2 separate regions of the Sus scrofa genome follow, and region 2 is linked to region 1. A link is a contact called in public Hi-C data. All regions are on one chromosome and are shown on one strand. The core of a region is the stretch at or near the end of the contact, and the rest is flanking DNA. Distances in the headings are between cores, read along the strand shown.

Region 1 (3,063 bases), core at 445-2,944:
CTGGAAGTGTTTATTACCCTCTTTTCACAAATTAAAATCTAGATCAAAATTACCCAAAGCCATATAGTTAGTAAAGCCTGTCAATCCCAATGTTTTTAACTATGTGACATTTGAAGACTGGTTCCCAGTTCTAACTCTGTGGCCTTTTCTCCATCTCTTTCTCTATTTCCTCATCCTCTGCTCATCACTACTTCTCCTATTTCACATGCTCTCCAGGGCAATTTCATTTTCTCCCATGACTTTAACTGCATTCTATATTAGGTGTTTCTCAATCTTTTAAAACTTCTTGTGAACATATAAATCTTGTGCTCTTTTTGTAGCCTACATTTTGAAAACAGATTTTATTTCCCAAAAAGAAATTCTAATGGAAATATGTTTGTTCAAACTATACCTCCTCCAAGATCTGATAACCTTTTACATATCACCCTATGACTGAGAATCAGTGATTGGTCTGTACCATGTCTCTCAAATCAATCTATATTCCCTTTCTGTGCCACCACCATCACTCCCTCCAGAACATCTCCCCTGAATTATAGACAAATATTACCAAGCGTCTAATAAAGACAGTTCCACACCTGTCTCCTCAAGCCCCTCAAACTAAAACCATCACTGCAAAACTCTAATTTCCCTTAGCAAACCTGGACCACCTCTCTGTGCTCTCCATTTTGACTAACGGTATTACAATTTACCCTTATCTTTGCTTTAAACTACCTATTTGTGAAACGGTGATATCGGCACTAACTTCCCCGAGCTACTGAGTTAAAAATCAATCATTAAACAATAAGTGACCACCGAGGCCAGGAGGTAAGAAAAGCAAAACAGCACAAGATTTAACCCTTTTTACTCTTTAAGAAGTTTAAGAGCAGAAACACCAAAATTCATTTTGTATGTGTAAGCGCTCTCCCACTTAGAAAATTAATTTACTTCTCAAAACATTCAAATTTATTCTTTACTACAAGTCCCGGATGAAAAAACTGAGTCTCAAAGGGATTAGGTAATTAAACCCAAGTTTTACAGGCTAATCGGTGGTTGGTCCAGACCCCAAATCGTAGACTTGAGATTTCGAATTCCCCTTTCGTTCTGTTATTGCTGAAATAAACTTCTACCCAATAAGACGAAAACAACAGAGTGCACAGCAGAGGTTAACTGAGCGGTGCACACAAGCATCAAAAGGCACAAAGCGCCCCGGACGCGCTCCAGGCCGGGGCCTTCAGGCCCAACCCTCGCTCCGACGCCCCCCCCAAACCCGCCGCCGCTCTCTGCCGGGAGAGTCCCTTTGCGGCCTGCCTCCAGCCAGCGGGGCGACCGCGGGAAAACTACGCTCTGCGACTCTGGGCGAGCCGAACAGAGTCTGTCGCTGCCAACCTGCCCGGCCTAAAGGTGAGTCCTGGCTCGGCCGCAGCCGCCGCGCTTCCAGCCCTCCGGACAGGTCGAGGAAAACTAGCGTACCTGAGGGAGGAGGCGGCTGCAGTGCAGGCGGTCCCAGCAACCTCAAAAGGCGGGAATGACGCTGAGGGCAGGGTGGGCCGGCCTTTGGTGCTAACTGCATTCACTACGTTTGGTCAACTCCGAGCCACAGGGACTGTACAAAAAAGCATAGGGACAAGAAGCAGCAGGAACCAACCGCGAAGATGAGGCTGAGAAAGCATCGCAGTGGGGGAGGGGAGCGGGTGGAGACGCGGCCCGTGGGGGCGGGGCGCACGGCGGGAGGAGGCGGGGCGTGAGGGGTGGGGCGCGCAGCGCGAAGAGGCGGGCACGCAGGGGTCCAGCGCGACGCGAGGGGGCGGGCACGTGGGGGCGAGCGCGAGGCGGGGCGAGGCGTGCCGCGTGAGAGGGGGCGGGGCGCGCGTATCGGCGCCGCGTCGCGTGACGCGTTTTCAAATCTTCAACCGCCGCAGCCCACTCGTTGTGCTTCACCTTTTCCTGCTCCGCGCCCTGGGGTTAAGTTCGGCCCCGGAAACCCGGCGGATAGACGCGGCCTCTCTCCTTCGTGGGTGTGGTGGCCCGCGGAAGAGGAGAAGCGAGCGGCCGGTCAACGGGCCTCGAGGAGCTGTGTTTCCGCGGCCACCCGGCGCGACACCCTCCCCGGACCCAGCATGTAGGTACCGGCGAGTTGCCATGAACTCCGGAGCCATGAGGATCCACAGCAGAGGACATTTCCAGGGTATGAAGCCCCTCCTCCGCCCGCAGTCCCTTTAATCCTTTCCTCCCCTCCTGGTTCCATTATTAATTCTTGAGATTTCTCGCGCTGAGTCTGCTGCTTTCCTATTCTGACATGTTCCTTCTGCTCTGAGGCCTGAAGGAAGGCTCGGTTTAAGGTTTTGCCTCAGAAAGTGAGTGGATCCCGGCCCTGCTCTCGCGCCCTCAGCGTTCCAGCTTCAACCGCAGATTCCCAGTGGTGCCTTCGGTTGTGAAATCTGAAGACAATGTGCGAACCCGGGAACTCTCCGGGGCTCCCACAGACGCTGCGACCGTTTGAGGCTGTAGCTAGAGTCTCTTTAAAAGCAGATGTGCTGAGGGCTTTTCGCTTCAGGATTAAATTGGGTGATTGTGGGTGTAGATTTTTGGTTTTACTCATAAAGTGGAGGGAAAGTATTTGTATTTCAAACACACCATTGTTGTTTTCAAAATAGAAACAAAGGTAAATTTTCATTTTTCGATCACTTTTATTTGGTAAAGGATTCCAGCCTTTAAGTTTTCCTTTTAGATGTATAGTGTATATGTATATTTACTGTGGTCTTCTACTTATGAGCAGATTGAGTCCTTAATTTTTTAAACAGTTGTTTGGATCTCAAATTTGTTTTCAAAAGAATGAAATGAATGGTGATTTAGTTCTTCAAATGGACCATTTAGTTCTTAATATGTACAGTAACTCTGACTGAAACTAAACCTTGAGCAGATAGAAACTAGAGGATTGGGTCATTCTGGGTAACAGGTTTCTTGCATTATTTGATGTTCAACATGTTAAGTACCAGTTTTGAGTGTTCAACAGAATGGCAGAAGCTCCTTGAGTATTTGGTAAGTACTCCACGGAGTTTACATCCTAAGATGTAATTGGTTTCA
Region 2 (2,868 bases), core at 48-2,547, 980 kb before region 1:
ATGCTTGCTTCTAGAAGAAACCAGCAAACTGTCTTCCAAAGTGTCCATGCCATTGTGCAGTCCCTTTATCAACGAATGAGAGTTCCTATTGTTCCACAGCCTCATCTGCACTTGGTGCAGTGAGTGTTGTGAATTTTGGCTATTCTAAATGGTGTGCGATGTTATCTCATTTTACATTCCTTTTTGTGAAATGCAACATTTATCAGTGAGAAAATTACCCCGAAGAACAGGTAATATGTACTACTGGTGAAAACTATATACATTCGGCTTAAAATCTAAACAAATATTGTGCCGTTTGCTTGTCTTCCCCTTTCTTCGATGAATTAATGTCACTTCCACAAAGTCAGCTACATTTTGAATTCGAAAGAAATCAAGGTTGCATAACACAATTTTTTTAAAAAAGCCAAAACAGAGGAAATCACTAGGCATTATTAACATCCAAGATGTGCATATTCCCATGTTGCCTTCTTTTGACCTTTACGACTGATGCTGAATTCATTCCCATTGCGACAATGTATTGTGAGCCTACACACAGTTGTAGGATGCAAGAACATGTGTCAACTGTAATTTTTAAACTCCTGACATCCCAGTAGCGAAAGAGAAGCAGCGTAAAATAAACCACGTTTAAAAACAAGTAAACTGAGGTCAGAATCATAAAGAGTTGTAACAGGGTTCTGACCACTAAACCTTCCGAACTCTTTCAAAACAAAAATCTTTGCAGGGGTTCTCCGGAGGCTTAAAAACTCCCTAGGGGTGGGGCCGAGTATCGGTTTTGCCTGGAAAGCTCTCCAGGTAACTGAAGCGCAGCCAGAGCAAAAAAGCAGTGCTTTACAAGGCCTGCCGTGCGCTACAAAATAGCATCTTCCTAAGCTCAGAGAAGATACATTTCACCCAGAATTGCATCACATGACCAATAGGTAACACGTCTACGCGCCTACAGCAAGGCTGACCAAGTGAGAAAACCCAGACACACAATTCTTAGCTTCTATCTGCACTCAGACCCGGCTCGAAAGACGTTCCACACCGCGGCTCCCTCAGCCAAGAGCCCCAAGGTAATAAAGAAAATCAGCTGGCGGGACCCAACCGGCCCTGAGCTAGGACGACCACAGTTGCGCCCAAAAAGGCTCTCCTTCATAGTATTAGCAACGGCATGATCAGTACCGAGATTTCCTAAGAGAAGAGGAAAACAGCAGACCATAAACAAATCCCATTCAGACGGGGACTGAAGCTCCAATGACCAGGAATCTTTTTCGCGCTCCAACTTGGCCGGAAGTGACGTAAGCGTCAGGCGCGCAGAGCCGCCCCTAGAGAGAGGAGGCCGGGCGGGGGAGCGTGCGGGGGCTGGGGGAGTGGCGCGGCCGTAGCTCCGTTTCCGGTGGCTCGTAGCGCTCGCTCACTCCAGCTGCAGCCACTCTTGCCCGTGGCTGCTTCCTCCATCCTGGTATTTTTTGGAGCCTCCATCCTGGTTCTTCCAAAGTGCCCGGACCCAAAACAGGAAGTAAGTGCGATGGAACCTTCAGGTCCCAACCGCCGCTAGGGCCGCTCCGCCCAGTGGAGCCTGTCCGGCCCCCTTGCTTCCCGCCTGCTCCCGCCGGCCGGCGCCAGCTGCCGGCGTCGGGGCACCGCGGGCGGGGTCGGAGATGGGCCTTCGTGACGCTGAAGCTGCCGTCCCGCACGCTCAGGCCAGGGCCTCCCTCTCGGGGCCGGGCCTGCGGCGGTGGCGTGGGCTACAGAGCAGGGTAGCGAGCGGCCGCCGAGCCACAGCTAGCAATCGGCGGGGGCGGAAAATGGCGGCGGCTTCGGAGGAGCTAAATGGCGCCGGGACCCCTGGGGGTGGGGTGGGCCGAGAGCTTAGGCTAGAGACTCGGGCCTGGGATGGCGGAGATTAGGAAGCTCTCCTTGCTTTCTCGAAGGGTTCTTGTTTAATTTTAATATTTTCGTTAGCTTTTCGGTTTAATTATATCACCCAGTGAAGGAGAAGTGGGCTTGGATGGAATGGAGAGAGTTGGGGCGGGTCTCGCCCTACTCCACCCGGTTTTTTTCCCTTTTACCTTGTTTGCGTCTTCGACTCTACTCCCATTTTTTTGAGGTTCACTCTCGCTCACTTATTCGTGGCCCAGGCCGAGGGGATCGTTGTTGCCGGACAAACCTTCTCTGTCAGCCTGAGTCTCTTTTTGAAGGGAAAGACGGGCTGGAGTGCTGGGAGACAGACCTAACCCGGCAGAAACCAGGAAAATGCGATTGCAAACTAGGAATTGTATTTTGCCTAGTTCCAAAGAAAATTTTTTTTTGTTTTAATCTTCTTCATCCTTTAAAATAGAGTTTGAGAATCTTTTCAGGGAAACTACAACATAGATTTGAAAATAAAAGTGGCCAAGTGCCGTTCTCTGCAGTTGAATGATACAGCATGTGTTTTTGTAATAAAAACAGTTGGATGTAGATAAGGAGAGGTGATAAATCTCTGAAATATAGGTCAGGACTTTCTTTCCCTGATTGATCAATGTGTGGTTGCTTTTCTCGTAACTTGATTCATCTTCGTGTATCTTCTTTCCGACAGTAGGTGAGGCTTCTCTTTGGGCTATTTAACAAAATGCGTGTTCTGTAGGATTACTGTCTAATATTCAGTATGTTACGCTTAGAACAACACCATTTGGAACTATTTTATCTTTTACTGATTTTTGCCTTTATTTTGAATTCGTGAAAGACAACCGTTTATAGCTTTTAAGCTGTAGTTTAATTCTTCCTTTGTGTTGAAAGTTTTATCAACAGAAAAACTATTTTTCAGTGAAAGATTTTCAGTTTCTTTCGTTACTTCAGATTTTTTTCCTTTGAGCTGATTTTAAATTTATGTTTCAAATAACTTATTAT

Evidence for each region. A called contact is a pair of places that touch in the nucleus more often than the background predicts.
Region 2: a Hi-C map of embryonic fibroblasts shows a contact between it and region 1, with 2.5 times the contacts expected there. The contact joins the promoter of DMTF1 here to the promoter of SLC25A40 in region 1. A contact is called at or near these places in 1 of 47 Hi-C or Micro-C datasets (embryonic fibroblasts) and 1 of 2 datasets of contacts at active chromatin or transcription factors (alveolar macrophages).

What each region holds. Positions count from the first base shown.
Region 1 is chr9:92,480,156-92,483,218 of Sscrofa11.1, reverse strand. It overlaps SLC25A40 (solute carrier family 25 member 40), which reads right to left and starts at 1,694. Exons shown (of 12, transcript XM_021102524.1): 1 at 1,450-1,694. It overlaps DBF4 (DBF4 zinc finger), which reads left to right and starts at 1,904. Exons shown (of 12, transcript NM_001137637.1): 1 at 1,904-2,164. The coding sequence starts at 2,119.
Region 2 is chr9:93,461,558-93,464,425 of Sscrofa11.1, reverse strand. DMTF1 (cyclin-D-binding Myb-like transcription factor 1) reads left to right here and starts at 1,297. Exons shown (of 17, transcript XM_021063471.1): 1 at 1,297-1,498. LOC102166910 (a long non-coding RNA gene) reads right to left here and starts at 1,278. Exons shown (of 3, transcript XR_001304172.2): 1 at 1,162-1,278.